2 separate regions of the Mus musculus genome follow, and region 2 is linked to region 1. A link is a contact called in public Hi-C data. All regions are on one chromosome and are shown on one strand. Each heading gives the region's core, a stretch centred on a gene start, on an enhancer-like site or on the middle of the called end of the contact. The rest is flanking DNA. Distances are from core to core; before and after follow the strand shown.

What was found. A called contact is a pair of places that touch in the nucleus more often than the background predicts.
Region 2: a contact with region 1 is called in a Hi-C map of uterus, with 2.3 times the contacts expected there. The contact joins two enhancer-like sites. A contact is called at or near these places in 8 of 484 Hi-C or Micro-C datasets (differentiating spermatogonia, embryonic fibroblasts, fibroblasts and 5 more) and 3 of 9 other capture datasets (adipose tissue, liver and pancreatic islet).

The regions. Positions count from the first base shown.
Region 1 is chr12:79,324,332-79,328,019 of GRCm38.p6, forward strand. It overlaps Rad51b (RAD51 paralog B), which reads left to right. Exons shown (of 11, transcript NM_009014.3): 6 at 636-755; 7 at 2,890-3,073. Among named protein-coding and RNA genes, the nearest start is that of Rad51b, 29 kb to the left of the region's middle. Within about 2 kb of position 2,075, at least 10 of the 459 cell types and tissues checked have an H3K27ac peak or open chromatin away from gene starts, as enhancers often do. A contact at or near this core is called in uterus, where this site is marked.
Region 2 is chr12:79,511,129-79,514,673 of GRCm38.p6, forward strand. The region is part of intron 7 of Rad51b (RAD51 paralog B); the gene reads left to right. Among named protein-coding and RNA genes, the nearest start is that of Rad51b, 220 kb to the left of the region's middle. Within about 2 kb of position 1,538, at least 137 of the 459 cell types and tissues checked have an H3K27ac peak or open chromatin away from gene starts, as enhancers often do. A contact at or near this core is called in uterus, where this site is marked.

The sequences.
Region 1 (3,688 bases), core at 825-3,324:
TGCCTCTTTCTGCTGAACGACGCTGTCCTTTATGCTTTGAGTTATCTTCTTCACTTGACCTGCCCCACATGATGAGGTTTAGCCTCGGGGTCTGAATTCAGTATTCAGAAAATAGCTTTTTGTTAACAAGAAGTAACTGGATAGCATTAATTTGGTTAAACAATAATTTCCTATTTACCAAGGAACTACTAAATAGCTTTAAATTTTAATTGAGAAAGCATATTTTCTAGGAAGAGACAAGGCAACTGAGATATGTTATTATTAGGAAACAGTACCATACTTATTGAAACAGACTTTGTTCATTCAAGCAACTGAAAGCTTTTTCTAACATTTCTAATATGTAAAAGTAGCTGCTATGAAAATGTTATCTGTAAACATTATTTCCAGAAATAAAATCTTGGGAATATTGTTGCTTGTTGGAAATTTGATGAGACTTAGAACCCTTGATAGCCAACCTCTGATAATTCTCACAGAGGCCACGTGTATTCCAAACTGGTGTTTTGAGCCTTTTGCTTACGCCTGACATACGGATACGTCTTAGTACTTTCCCATGTGGAGTGTGTTGGGGACTCAGCAGTGTCTCTCTCTTTTAGTATTCACTATTCTCTCTTGTATGCTATTCCCTTCTCTCATAGACTGGTTGAGATTGCGGAATCTCGTTTTCCACAATATTTTAACACTGAGGAAAAATTGCTTCTGACCAGCAGTAGAGTTCATCTTTGCCGAGAGCTCACCTGTGAGGGGCTTCTACAAAGGTAGGCGGTTTCACATTACTAAAACATCTTATATTTTAGTAATGCTTTGAAAGTTTTCTCCTCCCCGTTTTCAGCTTCTTAGTAAAATAATTCTTATATAATGGAGTTAAAGAAATAATAATTTGGGCTGGAGAGATGGCTCAATGGTTTAGAGCACTGACTGCTCTTCCAGAGGTCCTGAGTTCAATTCCCAGCAACCACATAGTGACTCACAACCATCAGTAATGGGATCCGAAGTCCTCTTCTGATGTGTCTGAAGACAGCTACAGTGTATTCATATACATAAAGTAAATACATCTTTAAAAAAAATAATAATTTGTGCCTTCTTCATTCATTGTAGTTTTTTTGAAATGTTTCTTTAAAATGGAAAAAAAATCAGTGAATATTTTAGAATCTAAGTAGCTTATTAATTATAAGTTGTTTTGTTAGTGAACTACCTGTAAATGTGGCAGCTTAGAACAGCAAATACTTATTTTCTGGCGAGTGAGCTTCTGGAAGTGGCTCAGCTGGCTCTCCTGCTTTGCTTGTTGTCCAGGATAGCTGTTGTTTTGTTGACCAGTGGGCTGGTATGCCTGTACCCAAGCTCACTCGTGCACCATTGGAAGGCGTCCTTTCTTTACACAAGGAAAGTGTAGTCTTTCACCCCCACTGTCTGGAATAAGAGCATCACCATTTTGTCATGAGCACTTGTCACATAGACCAACTCTTGTGTAGTATGGGAAGGCATTTATGTAGAAATTCATAAAAAGATAGGACACACCAGGATAGGGGAATAAGAGGAGGCTGTTTTAGAGGCCGTTTTAGACTGGCTACACAAGTAGCTTTCCTGTAAAATTACAGCTTTTGTAGTATTGTAGGGCAACATGAAAACACTGTTGATATTTCCAGAAGAATGCAATGTGATAGGAGTGGTGAACTAAGTTATGTGTGCTGAATTTTACAGCCATCGCTGTGTGTGTGTGTGTGTGTGTGTGTGTGTGTGTGTGTGGTATGTGTGTGTGTGTGCACACACATGAGTGCATGAGCAAGTGCATGTGTGTTACTGGGCTTGAACCTAGGGCCTCGTGTGTCAGGCAAGGGCTGAGCTGCATCTCAGCACTTTTTTTTTTTAAAAAGATTTATTTTATTTATTTGAGTACACTGTAGCTGTTTCCAGACACCCCAGAAGAGGACATCAGATCCTTTTACAGATGGTTGTGAGCCACCCTGTGGTTGCTGGGAATTGAACTCATGACCTTTGGAAGAGCAGTCAGCGCTCTTATCCACTGAGCCATCTCTCCAGCTCCTCTCAGCACTTTTTTAAGTTTTTATTTTGATAACATACAGACTATGTTATCCAGTATGGTTTTGAACAACTCCCACTGTAGCCCAGTTTAGCCTTGACCTTGCAAACTTCTTTCTTTAATTTCCTGATTAATGAGGGCTACAGATCTCTGTTACCAGAGCTGGCTCGTTGTTATTTTAAAGCTGATTAACCCTTTCAGCATGGTGGTGTTGTTGTTTTAGGTTTATTTATTTTGTATTTTATGAGTATGAGTATTTGCCTGCATGTTTGTGTGTATACCACTTATATGTCTGGTGCCCTTGGAGGTTGGAAGAGTGGGTGGGGTCCCCTGGAACTAGAGTTACCAATGGGCGTGAACCCTCACGTACATGCTGGAAACCAAACCCTGGTCCTTTTCAAGAGAAGCAAGTGTTCCTAACTGTTGAGCCATCTGTCTCTCCAGCCCCTTCACTTTTTAAAGTCATGTCTTTGAAGTGACTTACAGATCTTCAGGGTTAGGCCTGCCTGCTTTCCTGAGTTCTAACTCCAAAAGCATGGCTGTCCTTTCCCCACCTCTGTCTCTGACCTGGAGAACAACCAGAGTCCTAAGCGTGTTTGCTCTCAACCTCCAGGCTGTTTGCTCTAACGCCCTCTTCCCCTCACAGATGTTTGCAGACCTCCATTGCACTCTAAGTCTTCACTGGCTCCCTCCTCCCAGCAGCTGCCAGGATTTACAGCTTGCCCAACTTGTGTTTTGGCTTTTCTCTCAAACCCTAATACAGTGTTCTTCTATTTTCCTTCTGAAAAGAAAAATAAAAAAGAGTTCGTGTCTTACACTTGTTTGTTATTTTACAAATTCTACTTTCACAGGCTTGAGTCTTTGGAGGAAGAGATCATTTCGAAAGGAGTTAAGCTTGTGATTGTTGACTCCATTGCTTCTGTGGTCAGAAAGGAGTTTGACCCGAAGCTTCAAGGCAACATCAAAGAAAGGAACAAGTTCTTGGGCAAAGGAGCGTCCTTACTGAAGTACCTGGCAGGGGAGTTTTCAATCCCAGTAAGTGTCCCTTTTCCTTCTTTTCTCTTAAGGTCATGACCTTACAGTATCAGATGATATACTTAGGGAAGACTAAACATCTGACTTCTAAAGTTGGATTGCTATGGCAAGTAACTGCTTTCGTAAGCCACCCTCTCTGCTGGTTATGTCCCCTTTTATAACATGACCCGGGACAGACTTAAGTGTTTCTGGCGGTTCCCACCGTCCCTTCCTTCATTCCTTCTCACGGGTTACTCATTCTGTGAGTTCTGTGTCACGTCTGTCATGCTGAGATTACTGTTACGTGGGACGACTCGAAGAGCGGCCTGGGTCTGTTTCTGCGAACTTTCTTTGCAGCGACGGTGTATCCTGTGGGTTTTGTAACTTAGATCTTTTAGGCTCTGTTCATGGGTTACCCTGTTCAGCGCTGTTTTGGTTTGTTTCCAATGGGCAGAGGTCAACCATGAATGGAAATGGCACAGAGAATACCTTAAAGGAGCTCTTGGAATGGTTTTCTGTGGTGGGCATTGTGATCAGGAAGTCTGAGGGGTGATTATTAGGGTTGGAGATGCACAGCAGACAACACAGAGATGTATATTAAGTTACACCCCACTCTGCTACATGTGGGAGGCTGAA
Region 2 (3,545 bases), core at 288-2,787, 190 kb after region 1:
GCTGGGATGCATTCTTGCTTAGAACTTAGAGGATGAGAACGAGAGAGGACATCATTCTTATCCAGTCGGTGCTGCCGAGGAGGATGGGAGTAGATGCTCTTGTCTAAAATGAAGCCTTGAAGAGAACAGATGTTTGTGGGCAGGACTCTGGCTCCCCAGCAGGGGAAAGAACTGGGTACTTGTCCACACTTTGCTGCTCTTAAGAGTTAGCCTGGTACTAGCAAGTCCCCCTGTTCCTCTTAAATACTTAGCTTGCCCATCTGTAATTCCAGGCCCAGCTGAATGCTCTCTAGTGTCTCTTACAGAGAAAACATCTCCTATTGTTTTCTTTGTGCTATGCCACGGGTTCACACACTCCAAGTCCCTGCTTGACAGATAATGGTGTGTGAGGAAATGATGCACAGAGCAGCCCTGAGAAACCCAAGTGGATTCTGACCACACTGATGTGCTAATCCCCAAAGAAGACGAAAATACAAAATGGGCCAGGGATTGAACATGAAAACGGTGACAGTGAGAAAAACATTGAAGCAGACAGCTGAAAGCTTCATTTCCTGGCACGTCTGCCATGAGAAACGCCAAGCCTGCCAAATCCTTCAGGCCGTCAAGGCCCCAAAACTTTGGCTAGCTCTCATTTTCAGCTTCCCACACCACATGCCCAAACCACACAGGAAAATTGTCTCTCTCCCTTCGTACTTGTGCCTTTTGGCTACCCGTCTGTTTATGCCAAGCCCTTGCCTCACCCCCTTCCTTCCAGCTGTCACTGTGTCCCAGCTGCTGCTTTCTGGGGGCTTCAGGGTGCAGCTGCAGTCTTCAGGGGAGGCACAGGCTGGTGAGGATAGTGGCAGGCGTTGGTGGTGTGTAACAGACTCTGGAACTGCAGCCATTTCTACCCGGTTTCTAGCTGGTCTGAACAGTGCTCTTGCTCCTTGGCAACCGTTAGCACTGATGGCTTTAATTTTTTCCCTTCTCCCTCCCTCTTAGGGAGTTTCCCCCCCACCCCCTGCACATTCTTTGGCATTATGGTCTGTGAACATCCTGTGGAAGATTTGGTTTGTCTTATTTTCTTTTGCCAGACTGTTCATCATCCTTTCTTCTTCCACGTAAAACATATTTATCTATTTCGAGACTTTAAGACCGATAACCAGATCTGCTGGCCTCTCACAAGTTTAGAAATTTCACCCTTCTCAGCCTTGACAGTCCATCCCAAGCCTCATGGCCTCCCAAGGCCCTGCACTCTCTAGGACATTTGTTGCCTGTCCAACCCCAGCTGCTGTGGGAGCCTTTGACCTCTGGCCTGTGAGGTTCTTCTGTGGAGCGTGTACCTCCTATTGGCTCTTATTGATGACCTCTAAGCAAAGAGGCACCTTCCCCTCCTTTTAGAGAATCCAGGAATCAGGAAATGTATCGGAAGAGTCTTGAGTGAATATGCGGAGAAGCCGAGTGTCACGAACGTTTTAAATTGTTCTGCTGTGCTTGGCCTGTGTCTGCCAGCTCAGTGTGGAAGGCAAAACCAAACAGAAGCCTCACACAGTCATTGTCTCCCATAGCCAGGCATTGTCTTTTGTTCAAGAATAGAGCTTTTGCAGGGACAATGGATTGTTCTTCTCTGCCACCCTTTCTGGAACCTCAGTGAGCCGCTGTACCCTGTACCTGCCAACTCCAACCCACTCTGGTTTCTAAGGGGAATTCCACAAAGTTTTCAGAATCTCATTCAGTGAAAAACAAACTCAGAGTATGTTTGTACTTGGGTTTCTCTAATGTTTCCTTATATCTGTGTGTATTTTGTATTTTACTTAAATCGTTAAAATATTGCTTGATGCTCAGTTGAAACAGACTAGTGTGGTTGGTAAAATCTTCACTTATAGATTTCATTTCCTTGTAATGTATTCTGTAATGTCTTCTTAGTCATTGGGAATATTGGCCCGTAGCCTCTCTTCTTTCATGTCTGCCTGTCCAGTTGGTTTGGCTATATTGTGTCTTGCACCCAATTATACTTTCTCTTGTTTATCTTTCCCCTCATTCTATAGTTTTGCATGGTGTGTAATGTGTGGACTCATAGATGACAGACTATTAAGAGCTGGAAGGACTTTTAGATCTTAGCTATCTGAACTCATTTCATGGATGAGAAAAAAAGGAAGCAAAGAAACAGAAGAGTTGAGTTAAGATCACACACTCGAAACAGCCTACGCTTGTGAGCTTCATGGCCATGCTCAAAGGCTTCCTCTGCTATTCCATCAGGTCTAATGTCTCAGGAAGTTTCCAAAGCACTGATAAGAGTTCCTCCAACCGATAGGAGGCCATCCTGTGGGAAAGGACACAGGCCTTGAAACCAGACAGATTTGGGCTTGAATATCGGGTCCTGCCACCTGCTGGCAGGGTGACTTGGGCAATTAAGACATGCTTAAAGGAATTTTGTTTCTTCCTCTGTATTCTAAGAGTATTAAAAACATTAATACTTTTTGAGCAACAGTAACTATGAAATGTTATAACCTATATAATATATCTCTTATACATATTCTGTTTAACAAATAATTGTGAGCATTTGCTGACCATTTAAATGATAACTTGAAGTAGGTATCTTATTATTAGGCAATTTGAGCCTCTTTTGCTCGGAGATGGTTTTCTAATTCAGGGTTAAAATATGAATGGAGTAAGTTGTCTGGAAATAAATTCCTGAAATTATTTATAGCATAACTATGCATGCATTTCCTGTTCTTTATGGCTTTCATATGGATTCAGCTGTAGTGCATCTTGTCCAAAAATTTTTGTACAAGTTAAACTCACCCCAAGAAGACATCTGAAGTATCTTTGGTTTTGTCTTCTCCTTTTTATTTGGCTACACATTAGTTTGTAAAGGTAGTATATAATTTGTGTAAAATATTTCATCCATACTTTTCATAATTTAGAGATGTAGTATTTTTCTGATATGTGTAGGACTGTGAAGGCTGGACCCAGTGTAAAATCATCTAGGCCTGTTTGGAGTGTAAGAAGTTATAATTTATCAAAAGGCATCCAAGACTGCTCTGTTAAAAGGAAACAGGACATAATTATTAAGCTTTATAGCAGTACTGATAGGGGAGGCTGAGTTGCAGAAACAAAGCTGTGAAATCAGCAGAGACCAAAAGCACAACAAGAAAGTTTTGAAGCTTCAGGGGATTTCGTGTGAGGACTTCTCAGATCGCCTGGACTATGTGTGGGCTGCCAGGATTGGACTTGAGGTTCAAGTAGAGGGAGGAGCCTTGAGAAACTAGACAGAATGATCAAGAGCTCAGTTAGACTCATTTTCAGATCAAAATGAAGAGTGATATGCTGGACAACATGGTGCATGCTTTTGGTGCCAAGAACTCAAGGAGGCTGAGGCAGGAGGATCATTTTTAAGTAAAATACAGATACCTGTCTAGCTTCCTAGCTGCCAGTGGACTCTGAAGCTCATTGCCTTGATTAGGTAAAGAAACTGTAGCCTCCCGAGGGTTCAAATAGGAGTTTTACTTAGGTGAAAATGCCATGTAGCCACAGAGAGCAGTGGATGTTCCTTGTCCCTGTTT